Linked DNA regions of Mus musculus: region 1 is linked to region 2. Evidence: chromatin contacts called from public Hi-C data. All regions are on one chromosome and are shown on one strand. Each heading gives the region's core, a stretch centred on a gene start, on an enhancer-like site or on the middle of the called end of the contact. The rest is flanking DNA. Distances are from core to core; before and after follow the strand shown. Region 1 has its middle 130 kb from the start of 4930435F18Rik. Region 2 has its middle 210 kb from the start of Isl1.

Region 1 (5,526 bases), core at 330-2,829, 180 kb after region 2:
GTAGTGATTACAGCTAAAAACTTAACGGGAAGAGACATCATATCTAAAAGTACCTGGAGAGGTAATAAAGAATGAACCACTTGCTCATGTTAACATGCAGCACATCCCCAGAAGAAAGCAAGTCACTTTTATAATTTCAAACAACCCCAGAGACATCTATCTGCTGAAACAGCCAAAACTCTTGACTTATTTTTGGTTGCTGAGTATGGGCAAATTGTAATATAATTGCCTTTAATTAAGGTTCTCTTCCAAGGTGGACAAGTGATCACCTAACTCAAATGGCTGATCCAAGATAGTATTGCCATGACTACCTGAATTTGACCTCCAATCACTTTCCAGTCATTTTGAGCTGCTTCTAATGTACAACTGTCAGTTTGTAGAATGAAATACACATATGTAAAAAAAAAAAAAAGTTAAAAAGAAAATGTTTGGACCAATCCCAACATCTCTTTTAAATTTGGGGGGGGGGTTTGTTTTGTTTTGTTTTGAATACTAATCAGGGAAATAATAGTGTCACCCACATCCTTAGGCTGTGTTGAGTCAGATATAATCACGTAAAGAAATCAATAAGCAAACCAGAGAAAGTTAATAAGGAACCTGAAACTATTAATGTCCACCATTCATATGAGGCAGGTAGGCATCCTATGGCCAGGGAAATCGAAGACAGGACTACACGGGACTACATGCTCTACGCATTCAGGTGTATTGGAAGTCCAGGACCGCTTGGTCCTGCCAAGAAGGATTCTACAATACCTGGAAGTCAAGATTAGACATTCAATAAACACCACCACAGCTTCAAACTATGACCTTTACAGAGTGCTAGGAAGGCAAGGCGGGAGTTTGGGGGGGGGGGTCTTTAATCAAAACCCTCAGAGGCCAGAATCTGTCACACTGATGTCCTCCTGGTGACTTAATGCTTGCTGACAGTTTCTGCATCAGGTGGATAGAAAGAAAAAAAAAAAAGTCCTGCCTTTCTTCCAGCAAAGGGCAATTGATCTAGGAACAAAGATCCTGAATCCTGGGCTGAAGAAATAGAACCTGATTTGGCAAACAAATGACATGTAAAACCAACATACACAGAGCGGCAAGTGACAAAGGAAATTGCAAATGGCTCTAAACACTGTTTTTCCATAGACCACAAAGAGAAACTGTGGTAGACAGGGGAGATGGAGCATAAAATTGGGCGGACTGATTCAGGGTTTGTTTTGATATTTCAAATCATTTATTTTTTTTTTAAAAAGTGTGTGTGTGTGTGTGTGTGTGTGTGTGTGTGTGTGTGTGTGTGTGTGTGTGTACGTGAGGGGAGGAGGGAAAAGACTCTAACGCGAAGGGGCTGTCGGCAGACGATGCACAAATGAAAGCGCGCTTTCTCAATTTCCAAAGCTCTAAATGTAGAGAAATGCGCAATTATCCTGGGACGAGGTGGAGAGCGCAGCCTCGGGAGTTAAAGGCAATCGGGTCTCTGTCGGAGAAAAGCTAGCGCTGGGACTGAACTTCCAGCGGCCGCCTGAGGTGAGCATCAGGAGGGAACCCGGCCTTGCAAGTCCGCCTCTGCACACTTTCCGAGCTGTGATCTCCAGCCGGGTCCCCGCAGGCGTCTAGGGAAAAGGCACTCAGCGGGGCGTCCGGGAACCCTAGGCTCACCCTTCCAGGTCCACTGAGCAACAGGCTGGCCAATAAAATTAAAGGATAGTAAGAACGTCTGGAGGAGGACAGAACCAGAATTCGCCCCTCAGTTCTGGGGTGTCGGGCACATTCAGGGTCCCCAGGATGGGACACGGGTCCTAGGGCGATGATGTCTCCTTTAAAGGCACTGTTTTGGGATGGCGAGGAAACGGAGGCTTAGACCCAGATCGGTTTATCCTGGAAGCCTCAGCATTCTTTTCCAGCCGCTGCCGGCTCTCCGGTATCCCGTCGAGGTCTGCGGGGCTTCTGGCTCCTGAGAGGCTCTCACCACTTTGGAGCAGCGCTCCCCGGCCTTGGTTGAGCCCTGAGGCCTCGGGACTGGCTTGTACTGCCCGCTCCGGAGTTGCTGCTCTAGACCTCATTCCTTTTCAAGCACTTGAATATATATATATATATATATATATTCTTTTTACCAACAGATTGGTTATTTATTTATTTATTTATTTATTTATTTATTTATTTATTAATAAAACTTATTCAACCTTTTAGAGGCAACATCGTTCCTTTCTTCGGTATGGTATCCGTGGATAATCAGATAATCTCATGCCTGCCTTTGTATTCTTGAAGCTTTAAACTCTGCAAATATTGATGTCGCTTCACTGAAAAGGCGTTTCGCAGTCCAATCCCAACCCCCTTAGACTTTACCCTTCATAGGCATGCAGCGAGAGGAGAGTTGGAGTCAGCCTGGGTTTTCTGATCCCACAATTAAACTGGAACAATTGTGTTTGGTTTAGAGTGACCAGTTTGTTCCGCTCTTGCAAGAGAAGTAATGTTTATTTTGTGATCCCTTTATGTTATTGTGCAGCCGAAGAAACTTCGTATTTTAAGCAAATGTATTGTTCCACAGCCTCGGGGGTGTGAGTTCCAGTCCTGAGCACTACTTTGTCTGCTCTTCTCTCTCCCGTATTTCATCTGTCCTAGGCACTCGATGCGATCTTTCCCCCCAACTGTTTGTCTCCAGTCCCTCCCAGTCCCTGCTCTGTTCTTTAATTTGTCTTGTGTTAGCTTTGGGTCAGCAAGTCTTTTGTGCTGGGTCCCTGGGCCTCACTCTGTGTGTGTGTGTGTGTGTGTGTGTGTGTGTGTGTGTGTGTGTGTTTCTTTTGTTACTTTCCACCCTAACACTGCAGAAATGAAACACACATGCCCTGTTGTCGCCTCATATTTTCAGATGTTTTTCACACTATTGTCCTCTCCAGTCCGTTGAAAGTGCAAAGTGGAAACACATGCACCCGAAAACATTTTTTTGAAAGGGGACAGCCCTAGGATGGAGTCTAACCTCCTGAATAAAGATAAGCAATAAATATAATATCAGATTTATAACGTGCATTGAACAATCTTGATTAGCACTAAGGTGAGCCTTGGTGAGCTTTTTATCATTTCCATGTGTCTGGACTACAAGAAGGAATCAATGGGGGGGGGGGAACCTCTATAAATCAGCGTTCATGTCAAGACAAATCAAAATAATGCCTCTATTATTTCAATCAATAAACCATTTTTATCCCCAGCATCTGATACACACACAGTGTGTGTGTGTCCATCTGTTTGTGTTTGGAACTGGCAGCTTTGCCTTAGACCAAAACAAACCTTTCAAGTCATGTCAATGAAATTAAAATGTTAAAAAGCAGAAATCAACGTACCCTCCTTCCACTCCTGTCTAGCCATTCCAGGCTCCCCCTTTAAAGCCCGGCTTTCCCAGATCAGTAAGAGATCCTTGAAAACTCTGCAGAGGACCTTTGGCTGAGAAGCAACTTAGAAAGGAGATTTCAAGAGAAAGCGAAAGCTCCCACCAGCAACAACCAGGGCTAGGGAAGCCTCCAAGGCTGGGGCTCCCATGCACGCCCAAGAACCGCCTACAGAGGTTGAAGGCAGGTTAGACTTGGGACCCTGGTTGGCTTCTGAAAAAAGCAAAATCGCCCTTTCTCATCAATGCCACCAAGATCCTTTCCAGCAGGTGTATGCGGCTGACTGGCTGGGTTATAATTGGGGCGAGGCTAGCTAGAGGAGAGAAGGAGGTGGAGGGAGAGAAAGGGGAATAGAGAGGGGAAGGGAAAAGGAGGAGAGAGACTGGCTGCCTGTCTGTAGCTTTGTTGGTTTCTGGCAGATTACAAGCCTTATTTCTGAAAATGTCTTGCCTGTAGGTCGGGCTTCTGCATGATCTTGTGCGACAGGGCCACAGCTCTTGAGAGGGGGAAGGAAAGTGGAGGAGAGATGATTTAGTACTGCAAAATAACCTGCGCATTGGGTATCCCCGCAGCCTCTTTGGTCATTTTTTGTTTCCATTTCTGCACACTGAAGAACAAAACCTCAATGCATTTTGTCGCTTAGGATTCGTTCTATTCTGTTCCGTCTGTCCTTCGTAAACATAATTCAACCACCGGGTTCGGAATCCATTCCTTTCCAGTGGAATGGGAAGACGAGAAGTCCTCCCATCCGGAGCCTCATACAGTGTTCTCAGGTCTGGCATGGTCTTTGTTTGGGTCCAACAAGCGCTTTACCCACCACACCATCAGTGCTCTAGACCAAAAAGCCCATCATTTGAGGAGGGAGTGGCTGTTCTGTTTAGTTTTTTGGTTTTTTGTTTTTTTAAACAAAACTCGGTACTTTTACAAACTAGATTACACAACTGCCGAGAGCACAGAGACCATAAAGGTTAATCTCTGAGATGAGATTATCGCCTACGAACTGTTTCCAAATAAACCCACGCAAGGAGGAGGGTGGGAAAAAAACGGGTCAGTAATCTGGATGCACAGGGGTTTGTTTTCTTCGCTTGTTTTTTTTTTATTATGAAAAGCTTGCTGGTTTTCTCTCCCAGTCTGCTCCTCCTTTCCTGCCTGTCAGTCTCTGTTTTGTACTGGGAAGGGGCGGGAGAGGGCGGAGGTGTGTGGGGGCTGGGGGGTGGGGGAGCGCTTAGGCTCCTGGAACCTCAAGGCCCTGGGATTTCAAGGAAAGAAAAATAACCAGGCTGAGAGATGCTGGTTCTCTGTTCATTTCTTTCTCTAATGCGTCTCTCCTCTGGGTCAGAGCGCTAATGACGACCTCGTTCCTACGATTTAGGACTCCGGTGCTTTCAAACAAAAGACTCCGGGCCTCCAGCTTTCTCGAGTCGGCGCCCCAAGCTCCCTTTTACCTTGGTCTTTTCCCTTCCTCCTGGTCTGTCCCGCTTCCCAAGCGAGTGAGTCCTCCAATCTGCAGTCCGGCTTTCCCCCCTCTCCCCTTCTGCCAGCTTCCCAGAGAGGATTTCGAACTCCATTATCTTACTATATGTCAAGCAAGCAAAAAGCCTCTTTCCCAGAGGTTTCCCCGCTCCACTTCAGGAGCCCAGGAATAAACCTAAAGACCCTGCACTTCACCTCAAGCATTCGGATTGGAGGACCATTAAGACCTTCCTTGGTTCACTGTTTCACACCTCAGTCTGCCCCACAAGCTAGCAAGGTTTCCTGAGATTTTATTCTTTGCATAACTCCATTTCTAAATATGCAAAGACTCACAAAAATACCGGATGTGTAATGGGGGAAAAAAGAACCCGAACTTTTCCTCCAGAAAAGTGATGGAGGTGAGGGGTGGGTGTGTAACCTGTATGCTCTCGGGGGTGGGGGGTGGGGGGGTGGGGGGTGGGGGGGAAGAGGGTGTCTGGAAGGGGGGAGAGACTGGTGAATCTGGGCGGCCCTGGAGACCAGCAACCAGTCTTAGGGTCCAAGGTGGGAGGGGATCAGGCCAGAGTGGGCCTGCTCCGCCCCTTCGCTAGGCTTCTTGGCTGGGTGCTTCCAATAGCCTGTGTTGAGCTCTGCTGCTCCTGGGGCAACCACCTGGACTCCTCTGAAGAGCTGAAGGCCAATCTTC
Region 2 (5,681 bases), core at 2,443-4,942:
CTTTAGCTTATTTGTTTAATACAGGATTTCACTGTGTGACCCAGGCTTGCTTTGAACTCTTGGTCCTCCTGCCCAAAACTCAGGGAGTCCTGGGATTACAAGCATGCAGCGCCATGACTAGACCATATAATTTCTATTGATAAATTATTTACTCAAATTACTTTCTTCTCTTTGTTTATTCTAGTTTTCTTATTTCACATTGTGAAACACTTTAAATCCAGTTTTGAATTAATTAATAGTAACTTATCATTAGCATTGATTAAGAAATTCACTTTCTTTTCATTCTTACTGGATATTGTGTATATTCTGTTAATGGCATTTTATTATTTATTTGTATTTACACATATGCCATTTACACTAGACATTTAACTCTCTTGTGAACATTTTCATTCTATCATTATTGTGTGTGTAAATTATTGTGCGTGTATGTGTCTGTGTGCATGTGTGTGTGTGTGTGTGAGAGAGAGAGAGAGGGAGACAGAGAGGTAATTATAGGTACAGTGTGTATCTTTATCTCCACATGTAAAAAATTACTGAAAATAGATTCAGTGCATGTTTACACACATGCATATATGGTATATACATATATATAAATATAACACAAATTTAATATCTATATAAATCATTTTGTCACATATGTCTGTATATCTATATATTACATGTTTTACATATGTACATAAGGTTTTCTGTTTATCATAATATATACACTCATATGAGTATATTCACACATAGGATGGAATTATATAAAGTTACAGACGTATCTTTTCCATAAGAGATTGCACTCACCCTGTTTGTGGAGCAAAACTACTGGTTGACAAAGCAGTGTTTCTGTTTTCTGACTTTTCTAGTTTAATCTGCATGTTCATGTCTAGGCTCCAGTGTGAACTTCTTCCGACAACCACATTTGAACTTATTCCACTGTCTCTCCCCAATCAATTTTCTTCCCATTTATGGCTTTATATACAAAATTACAGCCTCCTTTTTTCCCCTAAGTTTCAACCACATACCCAACCGTCCCATAGAGGATCATCTACACCATTACAGTACAGTTTCTTAGACTAAACCCATTACTCCCCAGGCCAGCAATCTCCAAATGAATAGCTTCTCTTATATCCTTCCCTCTCATGCTTATTTGCACTTTCTTATCCCTCAAGCTGGACGTCTGGGTACGATTAGTACCTCATTATTCTCTCTTTCATTTCTGCTCAATGGCAGGTCTCCAACCACTCTTCCTCTTAGCTTCTGGACACTGCTCAAGTTCTTCTTGTAAATCATTCACTGTCTTTGGAGATATTCCGACGATTTTAATAACACCATCTCAACAAAACAACCCAACCTCTTTTGACTGTTGATATTTAATATAAAAATATTGCCACGTGTCATGTCTGCTTAACACTGCATTGGGTCTACTCTGCTCCTGAGATTCCTTCTGGATCTAGCTTGGTGTGTATGGTTTTTGTTCTCTCTCTACCCAAGGGCTGAACCTGCATCATGCCAGGAACTACATGCACTGCCTCTTACACAGTAGATTCTTTGACGTCTCCAAGATTGGCAGCAACCTCTGCCTGAGGAATCTTTATCTCCCCCTTTCAATCATTCAAGTAATGGGGAAAGCACAGAGATTAAGATTGCAGATGTTTCAATTCTGGTTACAATACAACTACCTGATGTTCCGAAAATTGGGTGAGTCGAAAAGGAATGGGTCAAGCATGACTAATAGATCTTGCCTCAAGAACCCTTACTAAGCCATGATTATTAATTGTTAAAAAAAAGAAAAAAAACAGAAAGCAACAGACAGAAAACAATATTCTACTTAAAGGAGAATTTTTAAGCTAAACTGAGCATTTAATTTTGGTATCGAGCCAAGCCTATCTTTATAGATGATGATACAGAATGATAGCTTCGATAAACTGTAGGAGTTTTTTTTTTTCTTTTTTTATAGGTTATTACCAGCTATTTCAGAAAATGCCAAATAAATTGTGATGCTATTGCTTTCCCTTAATATTTTAAACTACACACTATCCAAGGAACTGCGTATGTTCTTTCAGGTAAGGGTATGAGCAAGCCACACACCAAAGTCATTAGACATATACTTTCACGTGAGTGTACTACTAAGTCACATTTATTTATTCTCAGCATCATAAATTAAAGAGGCAGCAGTGATGCCTGTGTCTAGCGTAAATCCAGTTTTAGCAAATTTATCAATGTTCACTAGCTTGTATACCTCTTCACTGGGAAATAGAAGCACTGTTGTCTTCTGAAAGGCAGCTGCCTCCCTCACTGTGCTTGCTATAGAGCTTCAGTCATTACTTCGCCATTCAGAGACAGCCCAACAGCAGAGCAGTTGCTTCCAATGCAGCTAGAAGGCAGAGAAGGTTTAGGTATTACGATGGCAATAAAGGAACTTTGACGTAAGTGTGCTATGGAGACACATAACAAAGAGAATCAGAATGGCAAAATGAAGTCTAGGTAAAGCCCAGGGGCCTCCAGCTGCAAGGCAGGCTCAGAGAGCCCTCGTTGTCCATTTTAGCTGGCAAATTTCATCTTCGTAAAGAGGAACAATTCTCAATTAAACAAAAACAATTATAGGATTCTCTCAGAGCTAGGGTGATAATGAGATAGAACGAGAGGTGCCCAAATCATTTTGTAACACAAATTTCACAGTAGATTTAGATTTGGCCTTATTTCAGCTCTTTGTTTACAAGCCACAACCTAAAGTGAGATAAATTGATCTAGAATTAACTTCTGTATGGTTGGGTAGATTACAAGTGTTTTCAGCCATTTCATTTCTATCTAGTTGCATTATGTTTTTCTCCAATAACTACCACAGAACAAAACTTATTTAAATCTATCTTCATAAATGAACAAAAAAACGGAAGTCTCTGAGTAGAAATGCTTACTGTCTTCCTTAGGATCACATTGTTATTGATCCTTAAAATAGCGTCTCGGCACCTAGGTGACATATCCCACCTCAGTGTCATTTCACAGCTCAGAAAGAGACACACCTCAACCAAGTACCATATGTTACAGTTAGAATAAAGACAGCCCCTCACTGGTCCTCAGCATGTCTTATATAGATCATTTCATGCTCTTCCTTTCTTATTGGCACATTAATAGAACAGATTAATAGGTTTCCTGTGAGTTTAACACACTGAACACACAGTGCACATAGTGATGATAACATGCTATTTACATGTCAGGCTTATAAAGAGGCTGACTGTGTGTTCCTATTTTGTGTTTGAAAGGCAATTGGTGATTTGCATTTGTTTGGGGCAAGAAATGAAAGGGCATGAAAAACTCCTCAAAGTTCCAAAATAAAAATAGGAAATGTAGTCTCCCGAATTGATCTTTAAAGTGGCCTGTAACTTCTCTTGATGTGTGAGGTGGCGAGAGGGGGGGTGGGGGGTGGGAGCGAAAGAGGAAAGGCGGGACCTGAGAGCAGAGGACAAAGCAAGGAAGGCAGAGACAGAGACTGATCTAAATAAAAACCCTCAGCAGCCTCAGGCGTCCTCAAGTGGGAAGTGTGTCTTCTATCCTCAGCTTTGCAGGTCTCTGTTTGTTTTGCTTTGCCGACCCCTCCTCCCCCGCCCCTCATCCCCAGGAGAAGTCACTTCTGCACCCTACCTTCTGCTCAGCCTCTTTTCCCCAGAAGACCTTGGCTGCTCCCCTGCCTCTGTGTTCTCAAAGCAACACTCCAGAGCCAGCTGGAGCTGCACGTTAACTAGCAGCACAGCAGGGACCCCACACTGCCTTTGGCTGCCTCTTGAAAGGGGCAGGTAAATTACCATTTTTGATATACTTTGTTTTTTCAGGCCTTCTCCTTAGGATTCTAATGCCTCTGTTAGACTTTTGGCCTCAGATTATCATAGAGCAGCAGGCTGATTCACTCTCATGGTTTCAGATACTTAACACCAAGAAGGAAATATGTATACAGAAGTTAATATGAAAATACCACAAAATAGTAAATGTCATATGCTTTGTACTTTTAAGCTCGGATTTAAAAGAAAGATACATACAGAAGGGCATGGATATTAACACATATGTACATTATGTGATGTTTCATATCAAAAATCAGGAAATGGAGATTCACTTTAATCCTTTCTTCATGTTTGTTATGCACTTTTGTCATAACCATAAATAATTACAAGATAGTGATACAAGATAGTGGTATGCTGCCACCAAGTCAGTCTATTCTGCACTATGTGCATGAATATACTGGTAATGAATTGTTTTAAATTACACACAGAAACACACTCATGTACATGCACACACACGTATATAATATATATCATATATCAACCTTGGTTGCTCATGACTAATGCCAGTATTCAAGAGGCTAAAGCAGGAATATTATGAATTATATACTACCCTGAGACAAATAATGAAATGGTTTCAAAACCAAATAACTTAAAAGAAAATTTATATTGCTGCTGTCTTATATAGGTATATATGTATGTATGCATGTATGTATCATGCAGTAAGTTGCCTGACAATATTTTTAATTTCATAGATATATGTGTGTATGCATAAGTATGCATGCATCTGTAGATATGATATGTGACTACACACACAAAGACACACTCACAGAGGTTACAACTGTTGCTCACGCTATAAGCTTTTTACCCACTTTCCTATTGATCTCAGTGGGAAATTATTGATCTCGATTTTGTTTCTCTATTACAGACTATACACCCGAGGATGTGCTGCTGTGGACCTTTCAGGGCATCTAAGTCCTGGATCATAAGTGCCATGTATTCACCACCAGTAGGCGTTGCCAGTCTTTTCTGGAGTGGTTGCACCAACATACATCTCGCAGCAAAGCTTGCATGCTGCCATTGCTATGCACCTTCACAAGGGCTAATTTAGTAGAGCTTAATTCTTTTATTTGGCAATAGGGTGGCGGTGAAGTTATCTCAGCACAGTTTCATCAGCATCCTTTAGTTTCAGTGAGATTCTGCATCTTTTATTTCTAGTTGGCCATTCAGACTTTTCTATCTTAGGTGACTTCTACTGACCTCAAACAATGTACACTTCAACTTTAGTTTTTCCTTTTCTTCTCCTGGTTGTTCCTCCTCCTCTTTCCCCTTCCTCTCCCTCTTCCTTTTCTTCTTCTCCATGATTCTCTCGCTTTCTTTCCTGAATCTCCACCATAGCCTTCGCAAATGTCTTTACTGTTAGCAATCAGGCCCATTCACAGAGAGCTGAAAGTGAAAATCAGGCATCGTTATACTCAGCTTTTGAGGGACCAGGCAACAGGACGCATCATCACTGTTAGTCGCCCTGTTGCACATCTCCTTGCGCATGTGGCACAGCCCCAATAAAAGTCATGTTCTCCTTTCATCCACTCTCTTCTTCCCTTTCTCTCCCAGAGGCTGCTTCTGTGCCCTCTCTCCTATAATAAAAATCCTCCAACAGGAGACCTGTCACATAGTGTGATTTTTGTTGCGGTTGTTACTTGGTCTCACCATTTGCAGCATAGGAACCACAACTAAGCTTTGTTTCTGATGTTATTTTTATTTTGATAGGAGTAAATACAAGCCATTCTGTTGTGTATTTCTTAAGGAATTCCAAAACGAAGGTCTTCTTCTTTGGTGTCATCTAATGATTCAAAGTTCTTTCCCATAATTTGGAAGCATCTGAGTTTATTTCCTCATGTAGGTTTCTATGGAGACAAGATTGAC

The links. Hi-C and Micro-C count contacts between places; a contact is called where the count stands out from the background.
Region 1: a Hi-C map of stem cell-derived cardiac mesoderm shows a contact between it and region 2, with 5 times the contacts expected there. The contact joins two enhancer-like sites. A contact is called at or near these places in 13 of 484 Hi-C or Micro-C datasets (the N1E-115 cell line, adipose-derived mesenchymal stem cells, cortical neurons and 5 more) and 5 of 115 datasets of contacts at active chromatin or transcription factors (a beta-TC-6 cell line, embryonic forebrain, embryonic stem cells and 1 more).

Annotation. Positions count from the first base shown.
Region 1 is chr13:116,704,257-116,709,782 of GRCm38.p6, forward strand. No RefSeq gene overlaps it. Among named protein-coding and RNA genes, the nearest start is that of 4930435F18Rik, 130 kb to the right of the region's middle. Within about 2 kb of position 1,580, at least 37 of the 459 cell types and tissues checked have an H3K27ac peak or open chromatin away from gene starts, as enhancers often do. A contact at or near this core is called in stem cell-derived cardiac mesoderm, where this site is marked.
Region 2 is chr13:116,520,424-116,526,104 of GRCm38.p6, forward strand. No RefSeq gene overlaps it. Among named protein-coding and RNA genes, the nearest start is that of Isl1, 210 kb to the left of the region's middle. Within about 2 kb of position 3,693, at least 16 of the 459 cell types and tissues checked have an H3K27ac peak or open chromatin away from gene starts, as enhancers often do. A contact at or near this core is called in stem cell-derived cardiac mesoderm, where this site is marked.